Linked DNA regions of Arachis hypogaea: region 2 is linked to region 1. A link is a contact called in public Hi-C data. All regions are on one chromosome and are shown on one strand. Each heading gives the region's core, a stretch centred on a gene start, on an enhancer-like site or on the middle of the called end of the contact. The rest is flanking DNA. Distances are from core to core; before and after follow the strand shown.

Evidence for each region. A called contact is a pair of places that touch in the nucleus more often than the background predicts.
Region 2: a contact with region 1 is called in a Hi-C map of leaf, with 4 times the contacts expected there. The contact joins two enhancer-like sites. A contact is called at or near these places in 2 of 8 Hi-C or Micro-C datasets (leaf and an unstated tissue).

Annotation. Positions count from the first base shown.
Region 1 is chr10:9,639,891-9,643,809 of arahy.Tifrunner.gnm2.J5K5, reverse strand. No RefSeq gene overlaps it. Among protein-coding and RNA genes, the nearest start is that of LOC112715109, 8.3 kb to the right of the region's middle. Within about 2 kb of position 1,854, at least 2 of the 3 cell types and tissues checked have open chromatin away from gene starts, as enhancers often do.
Region 2 is chr10:9,877,428-9,881,543 of arahy.Tifrunner.gnm2.J5K5, reverse strand. No RefSeq gene overlaps it. Among protein-coding and RNA genes, the nearest start is that of LOC140175572, 11 kb to the left of the region's middle. Within about 2 kb of position 2,748, at least 1 of the 3 cell types and tissues checked has open chromatin away from gene starts, as enhancers often do.

The DNA.
Region 1 (3,919 bases), core at 605-3,104:
ATAGTTATGGTGTTGATTTGAAAATGTTAAACCGTGGGCTTTATATGTAAATTGTTAGAAACAAGAGACTATAATTTGTGTATTATTGAGTATATTCAAGTTGTTTGCTCAGGTTGTCTATTCAACTCTTCTAGAATGATACAATATAAAAGGATATTTATAGGTATTAAAAGAATTATAATAATAAAAACATAATCTCTTATAATAAATATTCAAATATACTAAATAATACTAATTAATTCTAATTGATCCTAATTATATTCTAACATCCCCTCAAACTCAAGTGACAACTTGAATTTGAAACTTATTTACTCTTGTTTTTAATAATTTTGAAATGCAAGTTCGATGACTACTGAATGAATTAGAGAAAATGCTTAAATGAGTTGATGATGATTTGGCAAGGCAATGGTGGTTAGGTGTCATAATATTTATCAAAGGAAATGGATATATATATGTGTCATTGTTATGTTAATGCATGCATAGTATACATAATAGTATCAATCTTTCTTTTGCCTTTGTTCCCCTTGGCTTCGGCCAAGTATTCTTCTTTTTTTTTTTTTTTCCTGTTAAACGTTAATAATAATAATAATAATAAAAATAATAATAATAATAATAATAATAATAATAATAATAATTATTATTATTATTATTATTATTATTATTATTATAAAAATCAATTTAAATTTTGTCTATTAAAATAATTTTAATAAATAATTTAAATTAATAAAATAAATTATAATTAAATTAAATTTAAATATTCATAAAATTTTATTTAATTATTTTTGTTAAAAAATAATTTTTTTAAAAACAAAATCTTAATATAATATGTTGACTCAATAATTAATTATTTAATTTTAAAAAATTTGAGATGTTATATTCATCCTAGACAATCACATTTTGAATAATTAACTATTTTAAGGGTGAGTTTGGATTAGTTTTTTAAAATTAGATTAATACACTAGATCAGTCTTTAAAAAATTTTTAATCAAATAGTTTAATCATAAATAAATTTTAATCTCCAAATAAATTTCTAACATTTTATTTTGTTAGATATATCGATATTCACATCAAATTTTTAATAAAAGACAAATCAACTTCTGTCATTTATTTAATAAAGACATATCAGTCCTGAAAATTTTTTAAAATTATATTCTAAGATCAGTCTTTCTATATAGACAAATAATTTTATGTGGGACTAATTTATCTAAGGAATAAGAGTTTTGAAACTTATTTAGTGATTAAAATTTGTTGAGAACTAAAGTATACAATGAAAAAAATTTTAAAAATTAATTTACGGTATTATTCTAAAAATTATTTTTAATATATTCTTATTATAAAAATAAATTTATATTTGGATAGGAAATATAAGAAATACTTCTTTTAATAGAGAATTTACTATTTTTCTTAACAAGTTACTTTTTAAAAGAAAAACATATTCCTTGTTTACATTAAAGAATTTTTTTAAAAAAAATAGAAATGCCTGTATTTCTTTACTTTAATAAAATAAATACAAATCGAGCACTAATAAAGCTGAAGAAATTAAACTCTTTCATCCTATAAACTATAAGGAGGAAATCGCCCAATACAAATTTAAGGACCAAAATTATTAAAGTTTATTCAAATATTCATCATCAAAGTCCAAAAATGAAAATGATAATAACGGATCACGTTGACAACAGCAACAGTTGAAGAACTATATACCTAGTTAGCTAGTGTTCCCCATTTACTTTACAAATATATCATATAAAATGCAATGGGCCACTATGACTTTTATACTAATTCCCCTCCTCCTATTTTATTTCCATCGAATAAAATACCCAACACATGAGTTCATGTGATCACGAAAAGTACCTGAAAACGATATTTGGGTTGTTATTGACCACCCTTTTTATAGAATGAGAGCTATACTAGCTACTCCTACTATGTAAGTTTGTTACCACAATACAAAATCTCTGATTTGTTTGGCGACTCATCAATCAACAATTCCTTGTTTGCTGGTTGTTCCCTCCAACTTTTTTTCTTTTTTCTTTTTGTCCTCTCTTGTCAACTTATTCTAAACATATATATTTGTTTGTTTGTTTGTTTGTTCACGTTGTCCATAACAAGAAAAAGAATAATGATGTCTTTTCACTTGATAATTTATTACTTCAACACATTAGTTTTGCAACTATGCAAGGATTCCTTTTGTGTGTGTGGTTAATGTGAATAAACTACTTTTATTCCACCTATTATAAGAGTGATCATTTATTAAACAAATGAATTTTAGACAGAGATTAATTTTCAGATGATCTTTTAAATCATTTAAATCATTTTATGATTCTTAGCTATCAATTTCACGTTTTACATTGAAGGTAATTCATCAAAATAGGTGACCGTAGTAATGTATATTGTATAGGGACATGGGCTGATCTGCTTTTCACCATTTGTAAAACAATGGCAACAGAACAGAGTTAGTCGTACCAAGGAGAGGCAAAGTAGAACAGAACATTAATGGCGGTTCTGGATAGTAGCAGCTTTGATGACCTTCTCCTACAGTAGCCACTCCAGCAGTGGCGACGGTGCAGTTGCCTCTTCATTCTTTCCCCTTTCTTCGTTTCAAATTCTTCTTCTTTAATGTTTGTGTTCTCTCTTCTTGTCTTCTTTTTCTATTCTAGTGGCATGCTCTCTCTCTCTCTCCCCATCATGCCTCACTCTTCTCTTTCTTCCATGTTCATTCTTCTTCTTTGCTTTTCTTAATCTCTATTTAAGTTCTCTCCATCTCGTCTGAGTTGAATAAAGAGAAGGTGAAGAATCTCGAATGAACTAAATCAAAGGAAACAAATAAGGTGAAGAATTCAATCAGAGGAGAAAGCGAAGAAGATAATGTGAAGATGAAGATGGTTCATGGAATTAGGGATTAGGATTTTAAATTGATTCAGGGTTGTCTAACTGTCTAAGAAAAATATAGGAAAAATATAGAAAAAATATAGGAAGACAATGAGAATAATGATTAGAAGTCATGAAATATTAAAAATATAAAATAAAATATTTAAAAATAATTGAAAAATAGTTAGGAGGACTTTGATCGTTTTCCATAATATAAAATTAAAACTTACAATAAGCTCCTTTGATTGAATAATGGAGCATCTGGTGTCATTGTTTCCCAATAATAAGGTGAGTAAGTGTGATGGGAATGGTAAGGGGTAGGCACACGAAGTGCATAAAAAGAAGTTAAACTAAATTAAATTAAGAGACAAAAGGAAGTGGGATTGAGCAGCAGAGCAAGAAACCATCTTTGTTTGCTCCCTGGACCCTGTTACCAGGAATGTTTGCCGGTGCTCAACTCATTACGACAAAAGGGGTTAGACTGAGACAATGTTTATGCCACTAATTTCCTTTCACTTTTAATAATTAACTATGACTAATAGTATTAGAATCTTTTTAATTTTATAACTTACGGATACTCATATGTTAGATCAACTGCATCAGAAATACCGCATATCATGTTATGTTTTTTTATTTTATTTGTATCCTCAGGCCTAAATAGTAAATACTATAATAGACTAACTCATGCATTAAGCTATTATTAAGCAGATTTATTAGAGGGATAGCGTAAGTTCATGGAGAAAAGTGAAAACATTGAAATCAAGCTCATACTTATCAAATTCTGTTGGATCAAATCGGTTGAATTGAAAATCTGGTCACCTTATTTTCAAATGAAATTGGATTATTCATTATTATTTGAATTAGTTAAACAACCAATTAGGTTAAATTTGGTCAAATTTGGACGGGTCAAACTAGGTTATCATTAGACTAAGTTACTATTTGTTGTACATGTTTTTTATTAATATTGCACAAATTAAATTAATTATATTTACAAATTTAAAAGAAAAAATAAAATTTTATTAATTATAATATTTGTTATTTCTATGATTATGAT
Region 2 (4,116 bases), core at 1,499-3,998, 240 kb before region 1:
ACATCCACCTCCTCTGCACTTCACGCACTAGAAGCATCCACTTTCACGTATTCGATAACATCACCTCCAACCCCAACAACGTCTACGACATCCTCAAGACCAAGTTCCATAACTACCCCAAGGGCACGTCTTTCTCCACTCTTCGGCAAGCAATATAGATTGTTGGACATTAGAGCATCATGAGAAGATTCTGCTTCGACATCATATGCAAATTCTCATTTGAAATAGACCGAGTGCTTCATTCTTTCTTTTCCGGAGTCCAAGTTGGCAGACCGCTTCAACTCGCATCTAAGCTATCAGTAGAACGAGCAATGTCGTTATTGCCGCTCATATGAAAACTGAAGCGATTACTGAACATTGGTTCGGAGAAGAAGTTGAAGAAAGCAATCGGAGTGGTGGACAATGTGGTGTCATGGAGATGATAGGGGAGAGGAGGAAGGAGATGACAACAACGACGACGAGTCTTAACAAATCAGACTTGCTGTCTAGATTCATAGGATCCATCGAAGACGATAAGTAGTTGAATGACATAGTCATTAGTTTTCGGAGTATGAATTGGTTGAGAATAAGTTGAGAATTTTTTTTCTTATATATGAACATTAAAGTTATAGAGTATGCATTGTGTAGCTTGAAGTTACAATATTAGACTGTTAGTGTTATGCGAGATATGATGGAAATTGGGAGAGAACAGTGTCGTTTTCGAACAAAGGAGATCAGGGACCATTTTGTCCCCTGTTAGAGTTGTCATGGACTATTTTGTCCTCCATTAGAATTGACAGAGTAAAGGACCTAAGTGACTGACAGAATTAATTGTTAGGGACTAATCGAATAATTAATTTTAGTTGAGGACTAAAGTTTTTGGTCGGAAATTTTTTGAGAACCAAAATAGGTATATACTCTATATTTAATTATTAAGCTGTAAAAGTCTAAAAGATTTTTAGTTATGTGATTGTAAAAAAGCTTGTTTATTTGAATATGACATGTATGCTTATTCCATAATGATATGTAATGCTTTTCTACTATGATAAGTATAATTATTCTAATAATTAATTGTTTTATTAAAAAATATATAAAATAATATATATAAATACACATAAATGTATATATATATATTGTAGTTAATTTTGTGTTTATAAAATATTTTATTTTAATAAATTGAGTAAACTATTAAATTGTATTTAAAAGATGTGGCTAATTTTTTTTAGAAATAAAAAAAAAGCATAGTATGTTATCCATTGTTATGGATAAATTAAGTATTTTTTTAATATGAAGATAAAAAATAAGAGAGTCAAATTTTATAATAAAATTTTAGAAGTATATAAATTGAAAGGTTAGATTTGTTATTTTAAAATAATAAAAAAATTCATAAACACAAAGTTGATTCTTAAATTTTTAATTTTAGAAAAATAAAAATTATAAATACAAATCTAATCCTAAAATTTTGGTATTCAAATCTAATGCTCAAATTTTTTTTTAATTATCCTCCACAATTTTGTGATGCACCTCATCACCCTCGTAATACAATAAAACACACACTTCTCCAATATTAAAAATAACATTGATGTGAGAAACACAAATGTTTATGTAATAAACATAGAACTATTTGATAATTGGTTATTTTCTTTAATATTTTAAAATCTTTTCAAAGATCTTTTACCAGTTTTATCTTTTAGAATTTTTGTCTACGTTTGAATTTTTTGTAATTTATTTTAAAAAATTGAAACTTTTTTATGATAAATACTCTATAAAATTAATTTTTTTATCTCCTAATAAAAATAATGTACATTATTTAACATTTTAACAAGGAATAAATTAAAATTCAATAAATTTTCATTCTTTATCCTAATATGAAAGATAAGTTTTGAAAAAATACTCTTAATGTTTAATTTATATTAATTGTGTTATCAAATCTTATATAAGTTTGGAATTTTATACTATTATTTTTCAAATTTTTCTAAATATTAAAAATTTATCAGGTCAATATTAGTTTTTTTTTTCATTTTACTCTTATCCGTCAATTTCCTCTTCTTCCTCAAACACCACCGTCAACATCATCCTCTCTCAAACACCATGACAACCACCAGCAATATCTAATCATTATCAACGGCACAACATCCATGACCATGAGAGGTGTCGGATTTGCTTATTCAGCTTTTCTTTTTAGTTAGCATGTATCTGAAATATACATATTAAAATAATTAAATTAGAATTTTTTTTTGAAATGATATAAAATTTAAATTTTTAGTATATTTATTATGTATTTATAAAATTAAAAATAAAAATTTTTTATTAACAATAATATGTCCAACTTAGCTAAGCCATATTTTTAATCACTTTTTGAGCTACCTCAGTTCCAATGTTTGGGAACGGACGAAAAATCCCGTTTATTTGATAGTTATGGAGTCTGATTAGATGGTTGTCTGGAAATAAAAATCTTTGTAATAATACAAGTTTCGGGGTCATAATTTTTTATGGAAAGCTTAAATCTCTTATTTTATGCTTAAGAAATATAGGATACCATCTCATCTTGTCGTTTCTTGAGCACTTGTGGATGTTTGATGGGAATTCCTAGAGCATCCAATGACGGCTAATCTTCCTAATCAAATTATTCTATTTTCTGTTTGTTTTTGTTTTTTTTGTGTGTTAATCTATAAATTTATGGATTTTGACCTAGTTCAACCAAAAGAAGTATGTATTGGTTCCGTTCTACGAATTAGGCCAAGTCAGAAAAATCATTAACCTATAATCAGGAGCAGATTTGAGGATGGGACAAGTGGGGTGCTGTGGGCCCTCAGAAAATTTAGAAATTCTCTAATATATTATAGGATGTGCAGATTTTAATAAAAGTCATTTTAACGGGTAATTTACACTAATAAATTAAATGATTTTTTCAGAGTATAATGTCATTATCAAAATATAAATTTTATATTTAATTTTATAAATTAAATAAAAATTTAATTGATACGATATTTAATTATTTTTTAAATTAAATTACATATTGTATAAATATAATTGATTATTTTATATTGTATAATTATCTGTTATTTCTAATTCTAAAAAAGAATAAAGTTTTAACTTTTATATTATTTTAGAGAGTTATATTTTATATTAATTTTTTAATATTAAAAATTTTGATAATGAATTTTTAGATACCAATGAATCAAAGAATAATTTTTAATGAATTTTTAGAAATTGTTTATTGTTCCATTTTAAATTTACAAGTTTATAAAAATGAAGATTTTCTAGAATTTAAATTAGAACACAAAAGTTGAATTTTTATTCTTATTCGTTTTGTTTTTTTGATATTTTATTTAAATCTAAATAGAAGGTATTTTTTATTGACATTTATGTTTTAAAATTAATAACAATTAAGAGTAAAGTATCATTTTTGTCCCCAATATTTGGGGTAAGTCTTAAAGTTGCGCATAACGTTTCAATCGTTCTATTTAAATCCCTAAAATTTCAAAATTGATTCAATGTTGTCCTGCCGTTAGGGATCCGTTAATAAAATTGACAGTGTGACAAAATTGAGACAATTTTAAAACGTTAGGACTTAAATAGGACGAAAATATTGGGGACAAAAACGATACATAAAAATAAATTTTAATTTAATTTTATCTTTTAATAATATCAATTTTTTTACTGTACATAGTATTCAATTATTTTTTAATTACATCTAAGTAAATTATACTTAATCACATTACTTTCATTTTAAATAAATTTATTTTTTTATAATTTTAAAGAATTTTGATACATTAGAGACAAAAGGTATAATTTATATTTTATTGTATATATATTATTTTTTTCTCTTTCACAAGTTTATATACTAGTCATTCTACAAACATTTCATGATAACTAAAAATCTTTAAGAGTAAAATTATAAAAATAAATAATTTATTTAGAATGAAAGTAATATGATTAAGTGTAATTTACTTAGATGTGATTAAAAAATAATTGAATACTATGTATAGTAAAAAATTGATATTATTGAAGGATAAAATTAAAATTTATTTCTATGTATCGTTTTTGTCCCTAACGTTTTCGTCCTATTTAAGTTCTTAATGTTTCAAAATCGTCTCAATTTTATCCCGCCGTCAATTCTGCTAACGGATCCCT